Regions from separate parts of the Ovis aries genome. Here region 1 is linked to region 2. A link is a contact called in public Hi-C data. All regions are on one chromosome and are shown on one strand. The core of a region is the stretch at or near the end of the contact, and the rest is flanking DNA. Distances in the headings are between cores, read along the strand shown.

What was found. A called contact is a pair of places that touch in the nucleus more often than the background predicts.
Region 1: a contact with region 2 is called in a Hi-C map of liver, with 2.2 times the contacts expected there. The contact joins the promoter of AAGAB here to the promoter of SMAD3 in region 2. A contact is called at or near these places in 2 of 16 Hi-C or Micro-C datasets (liver and tail adipose tissue).

The regions. Positions count from the first base shown.
Region 1 is chr7:14,072,411-14,075,110 of ARS-UI_Ramb_v3.0, reverse strand. It overlaps AAGAB (alpha and gamma adaptin binding protein), which reads left to right and starts at 1,307. Exons shown (of 10, transcript XR_009601420.1): 1 at 1,307-1,383.
Region 2 is chr7:13,866,671-13,869,370 of ARS-UI_Ramb_v3.0, reverse strand. SMAD3 (SMAD family member 3) reads right to left here and starts at 1,389. Exons shown (of 9, transcript XM_060418884.1): 1 at 637-1,389. The coding sequence starts at 842.

The sequences.
Region 1 (2,700 bases), core at 58-2,557, 210 kb before region 2:
ACAAATAAATGTAGGGCAGGGCGAAAGTAGTGCTTTCAACATTCTGGAAAAATCTGAGTGTAACGGTCACAAACTGAGTTGTACTGAGAAATCAAAACTTTCATGATGTTCCCCCCTCAGATTAGAGAAAGTTACTTTCCTGTGCTTTTTGTCACCTTTCCACATTCCACAAAGTTTAACTTGATTAGCAAGCTTTTATCTTGTTCCCAAGTAAGGAATTTTTATTATTTTTTAATTGCGATATAATTGACATAAACATTATATTAGCTTCACGTAGACAACATCAGTCAATATTTGTACATATTGCTAAATGATTGCCACAGTAAGGCTAGTTAACATCCATCACCACATATAGTTATAATACAACTTTTTTCTTGTGATGAGAACTTGTAAGATTTACTCAGCCGCTTTCAAATATACAGAATTATTAACTGTAATCACCATGGTGTGCATTACATCCCCAGAACACCATTATATGCAAGGGACTTTTAGAGTGAAAAAAATTGGGGTACTTAAGAAAAGCAAGTCTTCCCTTGTAGCTCAGCTGGTAAAGAATCCGCCTGCAATGCAGGAGATCGAAAGCAGTTCATCTCTTTCAACTTCCGCCCAGATACGTGTCTGATTTGTATCTCCTCCACTTCCTTACATCATAGGATCAAACTTTTCAGAATATAACATTCAAAAATGGTGCCTCAGTGGAACATGGATTTTTCCAAAGTAAAGGTCCCAGAGGGGTGTATCGTCCTGGAGTTTTACCAGAGGCGGATTGGTCGCGCTTCGACCGCGCAACCTCCATCGTCAGGCTCAAGAGGTGTGTGAGGCTGGCCAGAGAGGTCTAGGTTGGCACACTTGAGAGTTCTTTAAACCGTGGTGTTGGAGGCAATCTGAGAAGCGGCGCTTTAAGTGGGTAAGCGTAAGTGGGTAGGCTCTGCTGGGCCTCGCTCGCTCGAAGGGTTCTAGCTGGACAGGGTTAGGAGAGGCCCATTTCCCACCTGGATTAAGATAGATCCGACGGGGTCTTGGTTTTCCTTCTCCTGAGCCATGCCTACGGCCCGGCGAGAATCCCTCCCCAGGAAGGCAAGGTCTCCAGACTCGGGAACTTGCCGCAGAGGGAGCTCGTCCCCATGGCAACGCCACGCGAAGCCCAGCCTGGTCCACGCCGGGAGCGGAAGAGGGGGCAAAGGAGGAGGCAGGGCCGGCAGTGCCTTCTGAGACGCGCCTTTCTTGCGCGTCTCCCCCGCGCGCCGGCGGCCGTGGTATCGCCCAAGGCGGAAGTGGCTCCGGGAAGGAACCGGTTCTTGGGCGCAGTGATGGCTGCAGGCGTCCCCTGCGCGCTCGTTACCAGCTGCTCCTCCACCTTCTCCGCAGACCGGCTAGTGCAACGTGAGTAGCGAGGCTCCTGGGCCGACCTCCAGGCCCCAGTACGAGCCTCGGCAGGGGGCAGTCCCAGCACCGCAGCCTCTCTCGGGGCCTCGGTCCTCGCCGCGAGCCCTGGACTCTTCCTCCCCTCGGTGGTGGCCCGAGGCCCCTCGGGTGCCCCTCGGATGTGGTCATGGTGCCTAGTGCCCCAGGTGTCCACTGTTAGCTACAATACTCGTTGCTTCTCTGTCTCTACCTGGCCCACCATGGGGTTTGTTCCAGTGTTTTCTGTTAAGTAGGACCTCAACCCAGGGGTTGTCGGCGGGGAGCCGTTGAGGTGAGCAGAAAAGGCTCTCTGGGAATTGAACCTATGAACGCGAGCGTCAGGTGCAGGATTCGTGATTTATGCTGTCATCCCTGCTCTTGAGGTAGAGAGTGTGGTTCCTCTGCACCCCCTGCCGCGTGTGTATATGTTAAGACTTATTAAACTTGCCCCCTCCACTCTGAGTTATTCACTGCCTTGCCTTTCTCCTGAGACGAGGCCCTCCGCCAGCATTAGTTTTTGGTTATTATTGGGCCTAGTATTTTTCCCTCTAGACCCTCATAGTGGTTGTCAACCTAAGTCACTCTTCAAAGAATCGTAGGCGAGGAGGGGGGACCAGTGGAGTAGAGAGAGCATAGGGTTTTGGGTTTGGGGCTCGACCCTTCCACTGAGACTCCGCAAAGTTGATTATAACTCAAGACTCCTCTGTTTCAAATTGTGGCTTCGAGTCAGAACGATGACTCTCAGCTGTAAACTGTGCTCTTCAGTTTTCTGATCTGTAAAGTGGTGATAATTTTCACATGACTGTTGTGCTTAACACTTTGAGTGATCAGTCGGTAAATGGTAAATACTGTTAATAAAGCACATTCTCTCTCTAGCCCTCGGTTTCCTGATTCTGAAAGTGGGGCGTGCTAAGTCGCTTCAGTCGTGTCCGACTCTTTGCGACCTCATGGACTGTAGCTCGCCAGGCTCTTCTTTCCGTGGGATTCTCCAGACAAGAATACTGAAGTGGGTTGCAAAGATCCAGGGGATCTTCCCGACCCAAGGATCGAACCCGCGTCTCTTACGTCTCCTGCTTTGGCAGACAGGTTCTTTACCACTAGCGCCACTTGGGAAGCCCTGAAATGGGGCATATGAATCTACCTCGCGGGATTCTTTGAAGGATAGATGGTGTGACATTTTGAAAGCATTTGGTAAACTATAAAGCATTATATAAAAGTAACTTTTCCTTGTACTGGTCAAATGACAGAATAAGGCAGGGTGTCTCTCCAGCACAGATACTATGTAACTTAGTTATC
Region 2 (2,700 bases), core at 140-2,639:
AAGTCAGAGCACTCCGCTGCAACTAAAGTGCGTGTGTGCGGAGGGGGCGGGAGACTGGCACAACCGAATCTAAAAATACTCGATAAAAATGCTAATCCCGAAGGCAAAGAGAGAACGAAGAAGGAATCTGTCAATCACGAGGCTCCCGCTCCTCACCCACAGCCCCAGCTGTACGGACTGCATTCCTGTCGAGAAGGAAAGAAGTGGGGGGACAGGAATGAAGAAAAGAAAGGGAGAGACACCACCACCTCCACGAGCGCGGGCCGCGGGGGCGGGAGGCGGCGGCGGAGGAGGGGCTCGGGCCCGCGGAGCCGAACAAAGCGGGCCTCAAGTTCTATCCCGCAGCTCCCCGAGGTGTGTGTGTGGGGGGGGGGGCATCCTGCAGCACCCCCTTTCCCGGAGGTGAAATGCCAATGCGGGGTCTAGGGGAGCGAGTGCCGCGTGGAACTCCCGGGCTCTGAATCTTTGCAATTCCAGAAAAGGTTTTGTTTGGGGTCCCCCTTCGCCCGCTTCCTGCCTGCGTTCCCACCCCTCGTATACACACACACACAATCCCTCCCGCTCCAGTCCCACCAGGCCGGCCCCGCCACGCTATGGGGCCGGGCGGGCGCGCCCCGAGGTCCCTCCAGCCCCCACCTGGGGATGGTGATGCACTTGGTGTTGACGTTCTGCGTGGTGATGGCTTTCTCCAGCTCGTCCAGCTGCCCCGTCTTCTTGAGCTTCTTGACCAAACTCTTGACTGCCTTCTCGCACCACTTCTCCTCCTGCCCGTTCTGCTCGCCCTTTTTCCAGCCCAGCAAGCGCTTCACGATCGGGGGCGTGAAAGGCAGGATGGACGACATGGTTGAGGAGGGCGCGCGAGCTGCGAGGAGCGCCCCCGGCGGGGCTAGGCGCGGCGGGACGCCGGGGGCGCAGCGGGGAGCTCAGCCCGGGCCGGCTGCGGCCGCCCAAACTTCGCTTCAACTCTCGGCGAACTTGCTGGTTCTCCAGGCCCGGCCGCGGCGCTGCAGCCGGCGGGGCTCGGCGCGCGGCCCTGCGCCCCGGGCGTCTCCCACGGCGGGGAGAAGGACGGCGGGGCGGCGGGCAGGCAGTAGCGAAGCGAGATCGGGAAGGCCTGGGACGCGGGGCGGAGGCGGCGGCCGCGGGGACCGGAGTGGCAGAAGAAAGTTTGGGTTTCCGCACGGGGTGGCTGTTTGGGTGCCGCCTCCAGGAAGGAAAGTCCAACCCCCAGCCAAACTTTGCTCGCCTCGCTCGCTTTGATGCGCAGATCCCTCCGCCTCGGCAGCCTCGCCTCCCCGCTGCCCTCCTCCTTCCCGGCTCGCTCGCTAGCTGGGCCGGCCCGGGGCGTGCGCCGCGCTCTTGCTCCCGCCCGCTCCCAGTCTGTGTTTCATGCAAATCCGCGTGCAGCCTCCTTTCCAAGCGCTGTCACCGCCCCCTTGCCGCTGGGGCTCCCCGCCTCCTCCCCCGCGCCCCGCCGCCTCCTCCTGCGGGCGCCTTGCTCGCCCCCCCCCCAACCCCCAGCCTCCGGGAGGGCTCCTGGCCTTTCCCCCGCCCGGCGCGGAGCACGCCCACGTGGGCGACCTGGGACAGCGGCCGCCAGGGCTGGAGCGCGCAGGACCCCGCGCGGCCCCGACCTGAAGTCCAGCGGACGCCGGGAGGAAGTCGTGGGAAAGGAGCGGCGAGAAGGGCCCCTGGCGGGAGGGCCGGGCTCGGGTCGTGGCGTCCGCTCTCGGAACCCACACTCAGGAAACCCAGCTGGAGTGGCGGGCCCGAGGGTTAGACCCGCACGAACGAACGAGAGCGGGCTGGCCACAGGCAGGCGGTGCGCTCCTGGGAGGACCCCGGTTCGAGGGAGGACGCGCGGAAGGCTGAGGCCCAGGAAGTCGGGGCGCGCACCAGGACGCTGGTGCGCCGATCCCGGTCAGGGGCCGTGGCGGCGCCGGGGACTCGGGGGGCTGTTTTTATTCTCGCACCAGAGAGACCGTTCCAGTTTAGAGCCCCAGGGCCGGATTAGGGAGAGGCTCTCAGAGGTGCCGATTTGGGGACCCCAGTGACTCCCTGGATAATAGCTGGAGTCAGGGGTCCCTTGGACCTTTGGGAATCAAGTGCCCCGCAGAAAATGGGCCTCAGAGGCATTCGTTAAGCTCAGGAAGAAATGAATGGGGGAGCCTTAGAACTTATCTGTAGAGGAAAAGTTTCATTACAGGGTGCTGGAATCCTATGGGAAACAAAGTATCCGAAATTCAACACCCAGTAAAATAGGAGAGAGTTTTGTTTTCAAAGCTGTGAACTCGCAACAAGTGGAGCAAAAGGGCAGTCTTCGGGGACCTTATATATTCCAAATTAGCTTCGGTGGGAAGCAGAGGAACACCAGGATATTGGGGGCGCTCTGGGGCTTTTCTCTCCATGAACACAATTCAGGGGCGTCTACCCACAGACCCCTCACTCGGTGGCTGTCAGGAGTTACCCCAGGCCCCCAGGGCCTTTCTCCTGCAGCCCCTCCCCTACCAGACCTCTTAGCCTTTGTTTGTTTTTAACAGCAGGAAACTCCCTTGGTGAGAAAGAAGTGATCCGCAAACCCTCTAGCGGGTGGGGAGTTACAGAGCCCTGTGAGGTGTGGCCTAATCCACAATGTCAGCCCAGAAGCTGCAGGGGTCCCTGCCTGGAAGGAGAAAATGAGCTCTGGCAGGTCTGTCAGCT